Regions from separate parts of the Mus musculus genome. Here region 2 is linked to region 1. A link is a contact called in public HiChIP or PLAC-seq data. All regions are on one chromosome and are shown on one strand. The core of a region is the stretch at or near the end of the contact, and the rest is flanking DNA. Distances in the headings are between cores, read along the strand shown.

Region 1 (2,848 bases), core at 158-2,657:
CCGCCATGACACCATTCCGTTCCAAGCAGAGGCCGGGGTCCTGGACATCTTGAAAAATCAAAAAGAAACAAGGAAAACAAACAACAGATACAGCGACAGTCAGAGAAAATCATCAACCACCCAAACTGTTTGTCCGTTGCCCATGCCAAGGGTGATGTGGGCATCTGTTGCAGCAGAAGGCACTTGTGTGGGCTATTTTTGTTTTTTCATTAATTTTTTTTTGAGAGGGCAAGCTACTGGCTTATTTGCTACTCAACTTCGTTTATAATTAACTTAAAAAAACAACAACAACAACACACCGTTCAGCCAAGTCAACAACAAAGAGGAAAGGCAGACATCGGAAGAGAAATGCCTGAGGAATCGGCATGAATGCATGCCACAGCCGGTACCACTTGCCATTCGGAAAACCTCAGGGAAAGATGCCAATTTTATAGCTCCGAAGAAGGCAGAGAAGGAAACATAAAGGTCTACAGATAGAAATTCTAAGGAAGGAATACTGCTTTCCCAATCCTGGATGGAAATGGCACACAGCCTCTGCTGAGAGAAAAGAGGGAATGTTTAAAAGGAGCTATCTAGATGGGTAGACGTGAAAACAGGCAACCATCGAGTGCATATAGAGATGTGTGTAAGGCTCTGCGTGTATACAAATACACAGACTCTCTGACAAACTGAATGCTTAGCTATGTATATATTTTCATGCTATAGGTATGGGTACGTATATAGGTGTATATGGTTTGCACTTACACGTGTGTGGGGTGGTGTATGCATGTCTGAGAAGTGGGAGAGGATGGCAGAGGAAAGACTGGGAGATCTGAGTATGTACTTGTATGTGTGTGTGTATGCATCCCACTCTCTAACCCAGGTACACACAGAAGACAAAATAAAAATCATACTGGAGCAGCAAGCAGGCAGCCAGAGATTTATCTACATTCGCTGCTATCACCGGGGAGATGAATGGGGTCGTCTGAAGCCCCTTTACAAGATCCACTATGGGAGTGGAGGAGGAGGAGGAGGAGGAGGAGGAGGAGGAGGAGGAGGGATGCCACACACACAAGTACAAACTTGAAGGCAGAGAGATTTGGAAGGGGCTACCAGGCAAACCCTGGTGGCATGATGCTGAGGAGCAGAAGGGAAAAGAGCCTTGTCTCTATGTTTTAGGTGCTTAAGGAAAAAAAAAAAAAAAAAAGACATCCTGCAAAAGGGTCTGAGGGAAGCGGCTGGTACTCACGGTTTCTGCGTTGCTGTGAATCCTGAAGGTGTTCTGTTGGCACCGGGCGCTGAGCCAGGGGCAGGCGCTGGAAACAAAAGGGAGACACACACACAAAAATTAAAGTCAATTCAATGGGAATATTAATTGCTGCTCTTGTGGATTTTACAAAACACACAAACTGTTTTCATTTTTGTTCTTTTTCTTTTTTTTTTTTTCTTTTAATTGTGGATTGGCGCGTGCCCCTTTCGCATGGAATATACAAGTAGTTTGGGATTTACAGTCCAGTTACGGGACTCAGGATTAACTGCGCTGGCATCTTTTGGGCATATCCTTCCTTTTAATGAATAAGCTTTCGCTGTTAATGAGGAATAATCGTTTGGCTAATGAGCTTTGAAACATTAAGAGAAAAGAGGTTTTTTCCCCCCGTTAATCGCTCTGGTGCGACTGCATGGATGGATTACAAAAGACAGCACTAGTGCAGTACAAAGGTTGGGGGAGCTCCTTGGGAGTGGGAGAAGCACCGAGTGGGAGATGTGCCCCTGCATCTCTTCTTCCTTCTCTCTTTCCCCTCTCTCTGCCAACTGCTATGGGTTTCCATAACTCCGCAATCGAAGTGGATGGTCGGGAAGGATTATTATACAGAGTAAAGCCTCCGCTGTTAATGTCTCCAGTGTTTAATCATCATACAGTAGGATGGTTTTATGCATATTTCATTTGCATATCATTAAACTACGTTAGCGAGGGGGCACCCAGAGCCGAGAGGAGCACAAAGTTGGGAAGACAGGGAAGGAAAAAGAGATTCCCTATGATGCTTATCTTCAAACGGGGGCTTGTTCCTTCCATGATGTGTCTTCTGCCTTTCTAAAATCATTATGACTTGGAAACCTTTGAAGTTGGATACAACCTTGGATTCCTCTAATTCCTGCAGAGCGGTATATTTTTAAGATCGGCAGCAATGTCCCTGCACTAGACAATTAAAGGAATATAAACTCCAGTGGGCTGAGACTAGTAGCTCTTTGGGGAACACAGTGGCAGGAGCTTCTACAAATACCAACACTTAAAAAAAATCATAATAAAGAACGTCATACCAAAAACAAAGAAAGAAGACAAGAGATTTTAACATGTGGATTATATTTGTTTTGTTTGGGGGGTAATAAGCTAAAGAGAGTGAAGAAGTCATTGGTAATTTATCCCCTCATTAATGAAGTCACCCTTTTTATTTGTGTTTGTTTTTGTCCTTTAATTGTGAAGACCGGTGCTGTCGCAGTTTTGAAGAGGTTAACCAGTTATTGTGTAGCTCTGATCTTTCCCCCACCCCACACCTGACAGAAAAGAAAGGTGGTGGTTCGGGGAGTTGTGAGTACTGGGGATGTCTGGGGGGAAGTGGGAAATACAGTGAGTTCTTTGTGGATCTTATACATGCTCAACATATTAATTGAGGGCTTTTAAAGTTCCCTCAATAGGCTATTTCATTCTTGGTAAACCAGCAGCTGGTTAGCCACTGTTGGTGACTCTTCAAATATCACTTTAACGATTTTTTATTCTGTTGCCGTCCATTTTTGTTTTGTCCGTAGCCAAGAAGGAGAATGTAATACCGCTCTTTCTTTACCATGCCCCTTCCGTCTTCTTCGTGTCCTA
Region 2 (2,787 bases), core at 133-2,632, 190 kb before region 1:
TGTCCGAAGCTCATGGTTGCTGCTTGAATGGGGATCTTCATCCAGATGGGGATAGTGACACTGAGCCCCAGAGGCCACTGGGAAGATTCAGACAGCTCAGCTACTGTGGACGGAGGTTTGAGACTGGTGTTCCACACAAGGGGAGGGACAGAGTACAGATGAACAATGTACAGAGTACTGAGTTATGAACAATGAGGTGACAGGGGCAGAAAGCATCTACGGAGGAGGGCAGGAAACACGTGCTGCGCGGACAGGTCACGTGGATCCAGGTTTCCGTTGATATATAGCCTCTTTCATTAAAGCCCAAGGAAGGGCACACTGACATCACTCCAAAGAGTTGAACTAGTGAAGAAAATAAAAAAGTGACTCTAAACCTGGCCGTTTAGTTTTAATATTGTAATACGTAGACCACTGCATGATGGGAGAAATGCACCCTCATATTTTGCTATTGGAAATAACCTGGCCCGGCCCTTTAGATTAGGAAATAATTCGGAAATATGTATCAGAAGGCTTAAAAGGGATTGTATTCTTTAAAGCAATACCAATTTCTTAGACTGCTTTACCAAAAAAATAAAAATAAAAACAAAAACAAAAACCCTTGCTTTAAAAAAAAAAAGCGCCGTACAGAGATTCATCACAGGATATATGTGAGTCTTAGCTTAGATGCTTAGCACGGTGGAATGGTTTCGTAACTTTTGATATACCTACCGAGGAGAATATTAAGCAGCCGTGAAAATGATATTTAAAATGGATTTGCTGTTTGTTTTAAGAAAGAATTGATATTCAATACCGTCACAAATATATAAAACGAACTAGAATGCCCACAAACAGGAAAACACAGAGAAAGAAGCAGCACAATTTAAATAGGGCCTATCTATACTTTTTAGACTGCCTTTGGCCAGTATTATTAACCCATTATTTTGAAAATTTTCTATAGAAATCTTTAATGACTATTAATCAGCAAACAGTCTCTAACAAAGACGGACTGAAGCCTGGTGCCGGCTTATTGTAGCTTTGAAAAGGGATCAGGGAGGGCTGGACAATGGCATGCTTGTCACAGTAAGGTAGCCTGGCCGGGATGAGATGCTCTGAGGCCTGCAGAGACCTCTGGGGACACAAGGCTCTGAACACATACATCCCGTGAGCTGTTTTCCCACGCCCCTCCCTTACATCCCCTGCTCGCAGAAAGGACGGGGTACCAGGTACAAGTACCCTCTCAGTGTTTCACTCAGAGCTGCTGCTTCCAGAACTCTCCATTTCCCAGAAACCCTGCCTTGTCCCTCCTTTGCTAGCTTTAGTTTCTCAGATTCCAGAGCCCGGAGACAGCAAGAGTGGGGGGAGGGGAGCAGGGAACACGTGATTGCCGCCGAGACACGCCCTAAGCCCATAATGTCTGAAAGGTTAAGCAAAGACAGAGATGTGAAGAGGGAAGACTCTCCATTCAACAATAATCGCTCCCCTCATCCCTTCCTAAAATGGGAAGAAAGGGTTGCGAGGTGACATTAGGCACTTTAAAATATGCAAAATTAGGAGCTGTGCAGACCTCATTAACACCCGCCTCCAACATCATTAAGATGTTTCCAAGAAAATTAATTGAGAGACTCATTAAAAATAAATTAAGAAAAATGTGTTGCAGAGCGCCCGTATTCAGCTCATAAATCACAGCTCAGAGCTCCGGCCCGCTGCTCCAGCAATTAACTCCAACCGATTTGTTTTATCCTGAGTGTGAAAATTAGAAAGCAGACGTGGAGATTAGATTAGGGACGTCTGTCAAGCGGAACTTGGAGTGAATATTTTAGATTACAAAATGGAAACCAGGAAAACAAAGAAAGCAGAGATTTCATACCGAGGAGTTTGTCCGTGAAAAGGGACTGGCGGATGAAGGGGGTTGGAGGGAGGGCGTGGGGGGGGGGGAGGGAGAAGCTGTGAGAGAAAAGAACAGATGTTTATATTATAAGTCTAAATAGATACTCGTGGCAGGAGAGACATAAAATAGAGGGTCCTTGATGTCACTTACATACGTATGCCATACTTTCATGTTGAGACATTCATTCTTATCACTCCAAACAGTTCCGGGTCTGAGTATGGGATCCATCTTCCTCCGTATGAAAAGAAATACACTAACTTCTCTTTGTGTTTCTTATTCCATAGTCAATAGCCAACAGTTACCTGGGGTTTCTAGTTTTGTTTCTGTTGCTGCAACAAACGGCCGGGTCAAAAGCAACTTGGAGGAGGCAAAGGGCATATTCAGTTTACACGCCCAGTTCACAATCCACCATTGAGGGAAGTCAGGGTGCAAACCATGAAGGAATTTGGATTATTGGCCCTCAGGCTCAGTTAGCTTCCTTATATAGCCCAGGACCACTGCATAGGGGATGGTACCGCCCACAGTGGGCTGGGCCCTCCCACATCAATTAGCAATTAAGGAGACACTGCACAGACTTGGCCACTTCTGTAACTGAGCTTCCTTCTTCCCAGATAATGCCAGGTTGTGATGAGCTGACAGTAAGAGCTATTCAGGAGATGGAGTAGTTAGCAGGCCTCTTGCTGGTTTCACACATGTATGCCATTCTAGTTAAAGTTCACAACTCCAAAACAGAGAGTCAATTTATAAGTTATGGAACCAGGGCTGGAGCGATGGCCCAGTGGTTAAGAGCACTGACTGCTTTTCCAGAGGTCCTGAGTTCAATTCCCAGCAACCACATGGTGGCTCACAACCGTCTGTAATGGGATCTGATGCACTCCTCTGGTGTGCTTGGAGATAGCAACAATGCTCTAATATACATA

The links. HiChIP or PLAC-seq counts read pairs in DNA pulled down with a chosen protein or histone mark.
Region 2: a contact with region 1 is called in an H3K4me3 HiChIP or PLAC-seq map of embryonic forebrain, with 5 times the contacts expected there. The contact joins the enhancer-like site here to the promoter of 4922502B01Rik in region 1. A contact is called at or near these places in 6 of 39 promoter capture datasets (the 3T3-L1 cell line, the HPC-7 cell line, cranial neural crest and 2 more), 1 of 484 Hi-C or Micro-C datasets (ganglionic eminence) and 3 of 115 datasets of contacts at active chromatin or transcription factors (embryonic forebrain, embryonic hindbrain and forebrain).

The regions. Positions count from the first base shown.
Region 1 is chr8:109,248,304-109,251,151 of GRCm38.p6, reverse strand. 4922502B01Rik (RIKEN cDNA 4922502B01 gene) reads left to right here and starts at 1,407. Exons shown (of 5, transcript NR_151498.1): 1 at 1,407-2,392. D030068K23Rik (RIKEN cDNA D030068K23 gene) reads right to left here. Exons shown (of 10, transcript NR_126329.1): 9 at 1,229-1,295; 10 at 1-48.
Region 2 is chr8:109,435,801-109,438,587 of GRCm38.p6, reverse strand. It overlaps a transcript of Pmfbp1 not described here. Among named protein-coding and RNA genes, the nearest start is that of Gm35145, 24 kb to the left of the region's middle. Within about 2 kb of position 1,382, at least 33 of the 459 cell types and tissues checked have an H3K27ac peak or open chromatin away from gene starts, as enhancers often do. A contact at or near this core is called in embryonic forebrain and ganglionic eminence, where this site is marked.